2 separate regions of the Salmo salar genome follow, and region 2 is linked to region 1. Evidence: chromatin contacts called from public Hi-C data. All regions are on one chromosome and are shown on one strand. Each heading gives the region's core, a stretch centred on a gene start, on an enhancer-like site or on the middle of the called end of the contact. The rest is flanking DNA. Distances are from core to core; before and after follow the strand shown.

Region 1 (6,773 bases), core at 1,434-3,933:
ATGTCAACATGTCATCGGGGCGGCAGGTAGCCTAGTTGTTAGAGCGTTAGGCCAGTAACCGAAATGTTGCTGGATCGAATCCCCTGGCTGACAAGGTAAAACTATGTCGTTCTGGCCATGAATAAGGCAGTTAACCCATTGTTCCCCCATAGGCCGTTATTGTAAATAAGAATTTGTTCTTAACTGACTTGCCTAGGTAAATAAAGGTTAAATAAAACACATAGGAGGCAGAGGACTCTGATGACTATACATCTGGCTAATCAGCGGCTGCTACTTGTACCATTGTAATAATAGGTAGAGGGAGCTGACGATACCTCGCTGACCTCCATCCAACCGCCAGGAAGGATGTTCACAACAAAAGTGCATTAAAGCAGATTTTTTTTCAGCTATGTTGGGCTCCCCCCATGCGGTGTCCACTCCATAGTCCATTAGACTGCAGTTCTCTGCTTTATTCACTGTGTTTGATTGTGTTTCGTCTTCTCTGGGGTCAAATCAAATTCCTGGTCAGGCTAGTGCCACCCAATCTCAGTCTCGCTGTCTTCTGTTGCCACTGGATCTATGTAGACACATTTCTAAACCACATCAAAGGTCAAAAGACTACTTTATTTATAATTAATACTGCTATCTACTGCATTTCTCCCAATAGAGTGTCTTTGCATTTATCCGAGTTTGTCCTTTGAGAGGTAAGCAGATCTCGTGCTCCCCCATCTCCATCTACTCCTTTAAGTATTATTAAAAGTTAATTTCCTGATAATAATGTTGTTCTCCTCTAACGATGCGGTGACGTCAGGGAGGGGCGTCAGATAAGCGGCTAGTTGGTGGGACAGGGCCTTGAGCTCCCTCCTCACATTCCCTGTCATTCATATTCACACCACCACCTTGCTCATCTATAGACTGCTCTCTCTCTCTCTCTCTCACACACACACACACACACACACACACACACACACACACACACACACACACACACACACACACACACACACACACACACACACACACACACACGACCTACAAAATAAAAATAGTTATAGCAATTAATCTAAGTCACACAAATATATATAATATTCAGATTATTATTTTTTTCTTCACAAAAGTAGTGCACTGGGACATGACCAGTTTTAGCGTACCATGTAGATGTCTGTAGCAGGGCAAAACCCTTTTTGTTTAGCATCTTCGCTTACAACAGTGTCTTGCAGGATTCAATAGTTGGAATTAAAAAGTTGTTGCCCTGTCCCTTTCTCTGCAATTGACATTCTAATGGAATACAGAAAGAACAAAACCCTGTCCTCAAACATTTACATCAAAAGTTGCAACGTTCTGGGTAAAGACACAAAACATCCACATCAAATTCAATATTTTTCTTTTTAAAATAACGTGGAAAATAATAACTTTTTGTGCAGTATTAATTTACCATCCTTACAAACCACTTAATGTAAATGTACATTACTGTATTGTACATAGGCTGGTCATCTAGGTTTATACCTGTAGACTTTCCATCACCATGAAGAAAAACTATTGACTACATTGAGACATCAAGTGGTTTGAGACGATATGACGTGGCTCAGTTGGTAGAGCATTGTGTTTGCAATGCTAGGGTTGTAGGTTTGATTCCCATGGGGAACCAGTATGAACATGTATGCATTATTATTGTAAGTTGCTTTGGACAAGAGTGTCTACGAAAATATAAAAGGAATGAATAGACCATTTCAGTTTTCACATAGAAATAAGTTACATTTGCGTAGTATTTCGAGAAACGGGTAAACATATAAGTATTTTTATTTCCCGCGATAAGGGGATATGACAACATATTACATATACCAGCTGAAATGTGCCCCCCACTCCAAAATAAAACAGTTCTCTCAACAAACATTCATTCATTTCTCAAACATTCATCATTCAATTCTCTCATCTAATGTGATAGGTGCGACAAAAATCTGGAAAGCTTTGCCCGCGGGATAATGACACCGGTGTCGACACCATGTCTTTGCACCCGTGGCTTGGACTGCTCGTTTTTTTGGGTCAGCGATATTGGGACCATATACTAAACAAACCCCATTTGGTGGCCCTCTATGGCTGGTAACGCCCTATGCGCTGCTGACCCGCCAGTCGAAGGAGGCATTAATATGTAAAGCAGCGTGTGATCGCCGCTGATTCACAAACATGTTTAAACTACACGAAAGAGCACACTGGCCTACACCACAGCCATCACTCTGTCAGATTGTTTGTAATTCATAGGCTGAACAACATGAATAAGATTTACATTGGAATAGCCTAGCCTATTTAAATTATTACGCATTTTTACGTATGGGATTTAAAAGTCTGGAATATAGTTTAATGTAGCCTAAATATAAAGAGGTATACATACTCATGCCTATTGGAAATAACTTTTTTATTCAAATATAAAGTGATCATTACACTTGGCATAAACAAAGACATTTCTCCCCTGGTTGAGAAAGCATTGGTGTGGGTGGTGGCCCGGGGCTGCTTCACTAACAAGGTGACGCTGTTGATTAATACGTTCTGGGATGAGACAAGCATACGGGGCCAGGGCTGTCCGCTCGCTGGTGCTTGGGATGGAGAGGCGAATGGCATGGTGATTCTGCAGAGGCAGTTGTCAGAATTGGCAAAGGCAGAATCCAATTGGCTGTCGCGGGATCAACGCCGAAGTCAAGACCCCGCCCCTGCGCACATGACATGGAATTCACTGGCGCCAGTGCTGACAGTTCTTACAGCTGCATGTCGCTAAAGGCCTATCCGTCTCCATCGGAGTTTACGCAGCAGATAACCCTACGCCAAAACATAGGAAAAATAGACCAAACATATGCCGTATAAATTGAGCCAATACAAGAAAGGAAAATATACTTGCTAACTGGAGGAGAATTCTACCAAAGGGGCTTGAAATCGGAATAACCAAGCCTGAGACAGATAAGGTATTTGCATAAAATATATATTATTTTCTTCTCCAAAATTGTGTGAAGAAAACAAATAACTTCTTACGCTTTGTAAGAATTTTAACAGTTTGTTCTGAGTGTACTGACGATGATTAGTTTACTAGTCTATATGAAGAGTATGTATGGGTTCAAAAGTACTTATCTGTGCGCGTTACGGTGAGGATAGGTTCCTCGGAATGGGAGTGGGTGGGGACGAGTGATTCGAGGTGTTTATCTTATGTTGCACCTTTACATACATCACTTACAAATCGCACATAAAAATAAGCAGCCTCCCCGAATTATTCTCATAGGACTGGACAGGCATACAAAGAAAAAAACACCCAACACCTTGTAAATGCCTCTGAAATATGAACATCCTATTTTTGGTTGTATTACAGGTGTCCAGTGTCAAACACTACCCGATGCCTGTAGAAGAAGAGAGACAAGAGGATCTCATCGGACTACTAGTGAGGACCGATTTATAGGAGATTGACGAGCGAAAATTCTCTACACATTTATGTTCTGTTTTCCACAATAGGAGGACATTTTATCGGGAGAGGGAGGCTCATTTTTTTTTTAAAGACAAAGCGGAGAGTGAGAAAGGTTCAGGAACACGTTGTCCTCTCTCTAGAGAGGCCCCTCTTCTCTTTTCACCCTGTTTGCCCAACACGGAGAGATCCACACAGACATGGATATAGCGGCTGATCCACCTCGGTGGATGCACCACCACGCCGTGCTGAACGGCCAACACCCGGATTCTCACCACCCCGGCCTTTCGCATAACTACATGGAGCCCACCGCGCAACTTCTGCCCCCGGACGAGGTGGATGTTTTCTTTAACCATCTTGACTCGCAGGGAAACCCGTACTACCACAACTCCGCTCATGCACGGGCCAGAGTGTCCTACAGTCAAGCTCACGGTAAGACCTCACATTCACTTTCCTAAACAACTTAATTATCAGGATAAAGCAGGAATTATCGTGGGCATAGGCTATTCATGTATTTTCTCAAAGCAATAACAAATCCGCAAAGGCTTATTTACCCATTAATGTGGGTGGGTTTAAATGTATCGGTTTGATAGGCCTACGAGTTGAATTTGCATTACTGTCTGATAGATAGCATGCTATAAAGTTACATTTGCATTACTGTCTGATAGATAGCATGCTATAAAGTTGCATTTGCATGGGAGAACAAAAAAGGCAGTGGATGAGACCATTAAAAGTTGTGGACACGAGAGCAATTCAGCTGATGACAAAAATAAGGAAATTATAGTCAAATAAATGTAATTTAGCCTTCTTGACTGAAGAACTAGTCAGATAAACAAGGAGTGAGAAACGATGTAATAATACATAGCTGAAAGGGTGTCATGTATTTCTGCTTGGGTCAAGCGAAAGCGGTTCCAGTGCACTTACCAGACCCCATGCATGTCGTTGCTACATCTTTATCATTGACTATAAAATATCAAGATGACTCAAAACGAGAAAAATATATTTCTGCGGTTATAGTTTCTGTGGTTTTGTCTGAATACCTGCCAACTGCGTTTTTTTTGTGCCCCTCACGAATCGAATAATTCCTTTAAGCACGCTGCGTCAACAGGTTATGGACTTCGGTGTCCCAACTTTCTGTAATCCTATGGCATCACATCATCAATGAGAGCTGTAACATTATTAGCTGGTTTGTGTATGCCATCTATGAACATGTTATTCTACTATTCTTACAGCTCGCTTCGCTGGGGGTCAGGTCTGCCGGCCACATCTCCTGCACAGCCCGGGGATTTCATGGCTAGAGCCCGGAAAAGCAGCCCTCTCAGCGGCCCACCATCACAACGCATGGGCGGTCAGCCACTTCAGCAAGACCGGGCTACATGCCTCAGGCTCCGGGGCTCATGGTGGCCTATACCCCTGCAGCAGCAACGCCAGCACGGCCTCGGCCTCCTCGTTAACACCCGCGTCCCATTCGAGTCCACATCTCTACAGTTTTCCCCCTACCCCGCCGAAAGATGTCTCCCCAGACCCCGGGGCCGCCTCACCCTCATCCTCTACCCCGAGAATGGACGAGAAAGATTCTATCAAGTATCAAATGTCAATTTCTGACGGCATGAAAATGGAGGGTTCCAGTCCTCTCCGGAGCAGCCTGGCCTCAATGAGCGCACAGACCCCATCCACCCACCACCCCATACCGACCTACCCCACATACTCTCTCCCGGCAGCGCATGACTACGGGGGCAGTCTCTTCCACCCTGGCAGCCTGCTCGGAGGATCATCCTCCAGCTTCACCCCGAAATGTAAAAGCAAAACTCGGTCGTGCTCAGGTGAGTTTCATCTTATCTCGAAAATGTGTTACAAATGTTTGTGTTACAGAGTAAAATGATTATGAAATTATCATTTTATATTATTATTATTATGACAGAACACACTGAAATTATGTTATTGGATATAGGCTTTATAGGCTATATTTAAGCTATCTTAGTGTTATAACAGTTTTGTTTTATCTAAATCCATAATTGAGTTAAAAAACAAATAGTCTATATTAAAACAGAATACTATGAACGTGTATGGAATTACTGCCATGCACTCAACAAACTGAACACCGTTTAAACTAAAGACATTTTTAGACCAAACAATATAAGATAACTATGTAGATAATAAATATAGCCTAAATAAAAATAAAAATATATAATAGCTAGCCTAGAATTTTTATGTATATTTTGATGAATGTATATATTAAGGCCTGTGTTTAAATGCATGCGTAAAAATTCCCCAATTCCCCTATTCTATAAGACTGATATTTTTTTATGAATGAAACGTCCATGGCATTTTCAAAACTCCCAGTTTAATGCAATTTGATTTACTCCGTTATCAATCTTTCCATAAACGTCCTTAGAAAATAGGACCAAATGGGACGACAATATGCAGTATCATCATAATTAGCCTTGACGTGGAAGTAGGAGTAGTGTGCATGGAACAATTGGGCTGAGGTTACATCGTGCATTTATGTTGTCATAACTCCTTTCATAGCTCTTTTCACACACACACCGGTTTCTTTCGTCGCCACAACACAGTCCGCCTCGAAAGAACCAGTAGGAAGGTGTAGGCCCCTACACAGACATACACCTAAAGCAGTGGTATCCACATAATAGTAATCCTGTATGTGAATTGCTTTGCTTAGCCTATGGATCAAGAATGTTAACTCAAAATCTATTTTATTCCCCAAGAGGACACAAACATTTATTATAGATAACTATAATAACTAGACTAATTATATAAATAAAAGGTTATGAATAACTGTTTATTTGTTATGGTGTGGGGGTGGACAGATACAACAATAAGAGGTGGTGTGAGGTTATGCTATGCTGTGTCCTCTTCGACGATTTTTTATGGCCTAATTGATGCAGCCACGTTTTTAAACAAAAGGCATACCGTTTCCTCTTTATTATGTCAACTGGTCATATCCATTCTGCATTTTTGTTTTATACAAATCGGTAATATCAACAGATATAGGCCTAATGTAATTATAATGATAATGTAGGCTTAGACTAATAATTATAAGAAAGCATGCGTATTGTAAGCTGTGAAGAAATAATACGATCCCAGTGTCCGAGGCCTGAGTAATATACCTTTGTCCAGGCTACTTTATTTGGTTGAAAAAGACACGCAATGCGTACTGCCTTGCTTCACGCATACACCCAAGCCCTGTAGCTCGGCTGAGCGCGGGCCCGCTTCGGCTGACACGTTTATTATCCTCTTTTGTAAACCGCGACTCAATTACGCTCGAGCTGGCACGCCCTTGAGAACGGTGAACTGGATACAGCCCCGGAGGTGTGAAAAGAAGATCCACTCG
Region 2 (6,773 bases), core at 2,833-5,332, 85 kb after region 1:
TACAAGCTGTTTTATCCATGAAAGAAAATTAATTTATGAACAAAACTCCTATTCTTTCTATTGCTATTCAATATTACATCCTGAGTGTGATGCCTGTATCAATTAACTAACTGTACGTTTTAAAACCTGGTGATACATTTAGCAATATTTTATGAATAACCTCACTGAATAAAGCAAGGAGGGGAGAGGAGAAGGAGAGGTCAGAGAGGGAAAAGAGATAGTAGAGGAGAGTAGAGAGGGAAAGAGAGAAAGGAGATAGTAGAGGAGAGTAGAGAGAGAGAGAGAAAGGAAGGAGATAGTAAAGGAGAATAGAGAGAGAGATAGAGAAAGGAGATAGTAAAGGAGAGTAGAGAGAGAGAGAGAAAGGAGATAGTAGAGGAGAGTAGAGAGGAAGAGAGAAAGGAGATAGTAGAGGAGAGTAGAGAGGAAGAGAGAAAGGAGATAATAGAGGAGAGTAGAGAGGGAGAGAGAGAAAGGAGATAGTAGAGGAGAGTAGAGAGAGAGAGAGAGAAAGGAGATAGTAGAGGAGAATAGAGAGAGAGAGAAAGTAGATAGTCAAGGAAAGTAGAGAGGGAGAGAGAAAGGAGATAGTAGAGGAGAGTAGAGAGGGACAGAGAAAGGAGACAGTAAAGGAGAGTAGAGAGAGAGAAAGGCGATAGTAAAGGAAAGTAGAGAGGGATGGAGAGAAAGGAGATAGTAAAGGAGAGTAGAGAGGGATAGAGAGAAAGGAGATAGTAAAGGAGAGTAGAGAGGGAGAGAGAGAGAAAGGAGATAGTAGAGGAGAGTAGAGGGGGAGAGGGAAAGGAGATAGTAAAGGAGAGTAGAGAGGGAGAGAGAAAAGAGATAGTAGAGGAGAGTAGAGAGGGAGAGAGAGAGAAAGGAGATAGTAGAGGAGAGAAGAGAGGGAGAGAGAAAGGAGATAGTAAAGGAGAGTAGAGAGGGAGAGAGAAAGGAGATAGTAGAGGAGAGTAGAGAGGGAGAGAGAAAGGAGATAGTAGAGAGGAAGAGAGAAAGGAGATAGTAGAGGAGAGTAGAGGGGGAGAGGGAAAGGAAATAGTAAATGAGAGTAGAGAGAGAGAGAGAGAGAGAGAAAAGAGAAAGTAGAGGAGAGTAGAGAGCGAGATAGAGAAAGGAGATAGTAGAGGAGAGTAGAGGGGGAGAGGGAAAGGAAATAGTAAATGAGAGTAGAGAGAGAGAGAGAGAGAGAGAAAAGAGAAAGTAGAGGAGAGTAGAGAGCGAGATAGAGAAAGGAGATAGTAGAGGAGAGTAGAGAGGGAGAGAGAAAATAAATAGTAGAGGAGAGTAGAGAGGAAGAGAGAAAGGAGATAGTAGAGGAGAGGAGAGAGAGAGAGAGAAAGTAGATAGTCAAGGAAAGTAGAGGGAGAGAGAGAAAGAAAGGAGATAGTAGAGGAGAGTAGAGAGAGAGAGGGAGAGAGAGAGAAAGGAGATAGTAAAGGAGAGTAGAGAGAGAGGGAGGGAGAGAGAAAGGAGATAGTAAAGGAGAGTAGAGAGAGAGAGGGAGAGAGAGAGAAAGGAGATAGTAAAGGAGAGTAGAGAGAGAGAGGGAGAGAAAGGAGATAGTAAAGGAGAGTAGAGAGAGAGAGGGAGGGAGAGAGAAAGGAGATAGTAGTGAAGGTTCTAACCTCTGCTCCTTTGGTCCATCTCTCTGTGATTATCTGGAGAGTGAGAGAGAGAGAGAGAGAGCGAGATAGCGAGAGAGAGAGAGAGAGATAGAGATAGCGAGAGAGAGAGAGAGAGAGAGAGAGAGAGAGTGTGTGTGTTCTGGTTCTCATTTTCAGCATTGATATTAGTGCTTCAATAATAGGCAGCACGTGCTAAATATTATTGTGAATGATGGCTATTACACTCCTATGTAATGAGATACAGCCTGCTCACAGACCCATCTTAGCCCCTCTCTCCCTTCCAACCTCCTAACCCTACATTTACTGTATGTGGGACGTGTGAGTCTGTTTGTCTGAGTGTGTGTGTGTGTGTGTGTGTGTGTGTGTGTGTGTGTGTGTGTGTGTGTGTGTGTGTGTGTGTGTGTGTGTGTGTGTGTGTGTGTGTGTGTGTGTATTTATGTGTGTGTAGAACCTGCTCCTCCATCCATTCACTGCAAATGAGTGGCGCAGCGGTCTAAGGCACTGCATCTCACTGCAAGAGGTGTCACTACAGTCCCTGGTTCGAATCCAGGCTGAATCACATCTGGCTGTGATTGGGAGTCCCATAGGGCGGCACCCAGTTGGCCTAGCATTATCCGAGTTTGATGGGGGTAGGCCGTCATTGTAAATAAGAATTTCTTCTTAACTGACTTGCCTGGCTAAATAAATAAATAAAAATACTGAGAGAAGGTGTGTGTGTGAGAGATATCCATCCATGTTCTCTAATCCATATCACAGACTCTCTCCCTCCTTCCTATTCTCAGATCTCATTCAGATGCAGGACTTTAGGACTTCACTCCCACATCTCCCTTTTAGAGAATTATTCCAATTAAAGAGAAACTTTCCCAGATAAAGGCTCAGAAGTTCTCTGAAGGTTGTGAATGGAGAGGGAGTCATTCTCTCAGAATTCATGATCATTGAGATTAGGACGAGTTTGATATGGACCAAAGAACCAAAGGTCAAGCACTGAGATAGGAAGCAAAAACAATTAGACTCTAACACAATGCACATAAAACCTTCCACATGAAGTGGTTTGGATAGACATGCACTTTACTAGATTTATACTCACACAACAATACAAACCAATATATACATTATTCAGTAGTAAAACTGTAGAAGACAACACTTGTTTGATTGTGTAAAGAATCAGAGACTAACAAGACAAATGTGATTGATTTGAGGATCCTGGTGTGTGATCCCAAACATCACTAATCACTATAATGTCATACATGTAATTCGTATGCAATTACACAGAGCCAATAGAGACAGAGGTCACAGATGTCATAAATGGAGACTGCAGGTTAACCCTGTGTGATTGGCTGGGTTATATCTGAAGTTAGGAATCACAACATGGAGACAGAGGATAGGAGAGCGAAGGAGGGAGAGGGAAGGAGGGAGAGAGAGAGAGGAATCGTGATAACATGGCATGATAAAACCACAGGCACAGCGATGACATAAATCTAAGGGCCTTGGAGGGCGGAGGGCAGCAAGAGAGAAACATTCAGAGAGAGTTAGAGAATGAAAAAGAAATGGAGAGAGAGAGAGACTGGAAGAGAGAGAAGAAAAAAAGAGAGAGAGAGAGAGAGAGAGAGAGAGAGAGAGAGAGAGAGAGAGAGAGAGAGAGAGAGAGAGAACAGGGACTGCTGTGCTTTCTCTCACTACATGAGACAGACACTGACACTATAGCCTTTATTTGCCCTCCTCTTTTCTCTATTCAGTGAAGAAGAGGAGTTAAAATGTCCATTCCCCTCCTGTTCTAAATCTATTAAACCCCCCTGTCTCTGTGTCTCTACGGCCCTACCAGCTTCACAACACACTCATCCTTTATAAAAAACACACTCTCTCTCTCTCTCTCTCTCTTTTACAGTACAACACCCTTTCTTGCTCTCTCTCACACAAACACAGTGTCGAGGGCAGTAGATTACTACTGCCCCCCAGAGGATGAATGTAGAACACATCAAGCCTAAGGAAGAAACCACTGCAGTGAGTCAGGTTGTGTCAAATAAAGGAACATGCCAAATATTCCAGTGAGGATGAACAGAGACATTTCAAAGGAGAACAACTGTGAAGAGAGAGTCCAACAGATTTAGTACAACACTGTAGCAGACAGCAAGCCAACAGCAAATACATCCCTTTTTACATAGATCTAAAAAGTCACATGCAGGCCAGTACACCTACTAACATAATGACAGGCTGTGAGAGCACAGAGCAGGAAATAAATGGTATGGCCATTTTGTCAGCAGCACCAACATCCCTTGTGTGGGAGGAGATGTGGGAGGAGAGGGGAAGAAAAGGATGAGTGTGGTGGTCGGAGGAGGATCTGTGTCTGGTTGTGTTTGGGTCAAACCTTGGTATCAGTGTGTTTTCTGGCTATTCATGGTCCATTACAGCGCTGCTTTATGACCCCCAATCAGAGCAGGGCCAGCAGATAAGGGTCAATCAGAGCTCAGAGGGCTGATAAGAGCCAATCAGAACAGGGGAGTGATAAGGAGCAGACCTGGTCTGCAGGTGAGTTAAGGATCTGTAGAAACGAGGACTGGCCCAGACCCACGCAAACCACACACACACACACACACACACACACACACACACACACACACACACACACACACACACACACACACACACACACACACACAGTGTAACTGTCTCTAACTCAGCTCGAGTGCACACACTTGACCTTGGTAACTGTCTGCAATCCCAATATGTTAATGGGGATGAATGAATGCTCTTTTATTCTGGTTACTGGACATTCACACCACTGAACCTTTAATGTTGGAGGTCCACTGCTGCTTAAAGGGGAAGTTTACAGAGAAAAACAGGAATGTCAGCCAGAGGAGAATGTTTTGCTCAGAAAGAGAGTTTCTCACACAGTAACAGTATGTATACAGCACACTCAATCAGCTATTTAGTTAGTCCTGTTTAACTAACACACACACACGTGCACACACACACAAACAGAACCCGCGCAGACACATGTAAGTATGCGCGCGCACACACACAAGGAGAGACCTCGTCCCGTGTGAAGAAGACGTGGCAGACGAGCCCAGAGTGACTGGAGATCTACAGTAAATCAAGCCCATATAAGGCAGCGAGTGCTCTCTCTCTCTCTCTCTCTCTCAGAGAACACTACCGAGTCGTCATCACTGCCTTATCAACGTGTGATTGATCAGAATTACATTTCAGACCACATTCTCCATCCCAGCCTCTGATTGACTGATGCCAGGGTGCCAACTGGGCAACTGAGAGGGTGAAGTGGGTGAGGCTGTCTATGGAGATGCCAAGTGCCCATTCCAGAGGTTGTAGCTCTGGTTGCACTACATCACATCATATTAAAGCATATCACATTATGTCATATCATATATCGGTGGGGAATTCAGTACAGATGATCTGATGGTTTTCCAAAACCTCCAAACAATGGATTGACCTCAAACAGATGCATGATTAGGAGCACGGAATGTTGAGTAACAACTATTTACATAACTAAACACATCAGGGATTCTGTTTCAGATCAAGTCCAGCAGAATGGTAACTGTTCGCCACAGCGCTTTATCCTGCCAGGACCAGGGACATACACAGAGTCGGACTGAGGACACGTTGTGGTGTAGAATTCAGAGGGCACGGTCAACTGTCTGTAAACATCTGTAGAAAAGTCCTAGAATGATGTCATGGTGTATGTCTGGATGGGTCGTTCCAGAACAGGACGAAGAGGCATGGACACGCTCAGCTGTTCGCTCCAAAACAACAGCACAGAGATTCCAAGACCAAACAAGAGTTCAACTATTAGGAGCTTATTACATATATCAAGAATTAAAGCCTTGAAGCAACTTGAAACTTTAATGCAATGAGTGACATTGGAGTGAGAGAGGAGAAGGTGAGGCGGGGCGGGGCAAGCTACGAGATGATCAGAGGGAGAGGAGGGAAGTTGAACATGAACAAGACGCAGAGCAAGAGAGTGGAGGGGGTAGGATGGAGTGGAGGGGGTAGGATGGAGTGGAGGGGGTAGGATGGAGTGGAGGGGGTAGGATGGAGTGGAGGGTTGAAGGGTGACAAAAGGGTGGTGGGGGAGTTTGAGGAACTTCAAACTGATCTTTGAGGAAAATGAGAGCGTTTTGGCCCGCCAGAGATCACAGGCTGCAATTATATCAGTGCGGCAGCTGGAGTGATGGAGGCGATAGCACTACTGGTGCTCATGCTAACGGCACAGGAATTCTGGCGTTTGCAGCTCAGACCCCCCCTGCCCCACCTCCCTCCAGCCCCCGCCAGCAGAGAAAAGCCCTTTACTCCTCTCAGAGGGGTTGTCTAAGGGTCAACCGGAGGTCAGGTACAGGAAGGAGCTGGGGAGTGCAGGACACCCAATCACCAGCCCCATCTGATGGCGCCATCTCGCGTTTCTGTTTGTTTCTAATGAATTCTTGGGATTGAGTATTTTTTTTACACAGGCACGATGGGTAGGGCTTCCCCTATAACTGGGAATGTGAAACCGTTGGTTATGTACATGGTGTTAAACTTATGCAAGTTAGTTATATACAGTGATGGGGAGTAATGAACTAGATGTAGTTCAACTAGTGATTTCACTACATTTTGCAGTAGCTTGGTGGTAGTTGAACTAAATTAAAATCTTGGAAGTGTTTTCAGTAGTTAATTACTTTTTTTGACATGTAGCGGTGTAGATAACTACTGGAACTACGCATTACGTTTAAAAAAATAAAAAAATAAAAATATGGGTGAAGAAGGCAAGAATTTCCGTAGTTTTCGGCATCAGACCGAACATATTCTCACTTGAAACATTGTTTTTTTTTAAAAGGCTAAATGACATATTATGTTAACATCTGACTCCAGAATGATATGTTTTTGCAATTTGTAGTCTATGACATTTCAGATTTGAAATGAAAATTTATCACAAAGTAGTTTGGATGTAGTGAACTACTTTTTCAAAGTAACTTTAGTTAAGTAAACTATATTTTTCTTAAGGGTAGATTTAGTGTAGTTTAACTTCTTCCTGTGTGAAGTAATTGGTAGCTTGTTAAAATATATTTTAAGAGTAGCTTCCCCAACACTGGTTATAGATGAAACCAAAATGGAGACCATGTCACGGTTGTCTTCGTCCTC

What was found. A called contact is a pair of places that touch in the nucleus more often than the background predicts.
Region 2: a Hi-C map of gill shows a contact between it and region 1, with 5 times the contacts expected there. The contact joins the enhancer-like site here to the promoter of LOC106565550 in region 1. A contact is called at or near these places in 2 of 3 Hi-C or Micro-C datasets (gill and muscle).

What each region holds. Positions count from the first base shown.
Region 1 is chrssa12:65,759,183-65,765,955 of Ssal_v3.1, forward strand. It overlaps LOC106565550 (GATA-binding factor 2), which reads left to right and starts at 2,684. Exons shown (of 7, transcript XM_014132808.2): 1 at 2,684-2,933; 2 at 3,332-3,853; 3 at 4,654-5,244. The coding sequence starts at 3,622.
Region 2 is chrssa12:65,842,914-65,849,686 of Ssal_v3.1, forward strand. No RefSeq gene overlaps it. Among protein-coding and RNA genes, the nearest start is that of ruvb1, 62 kb to the right of the region's middle. Within about 2 kb of position 4,083, at least 2 of the 13 cell types and tissues checked have an H3K27ac peak or open chromatin away from gene starts, as enhancers often do. A contact at or near this core is called in gill, where this site is marked.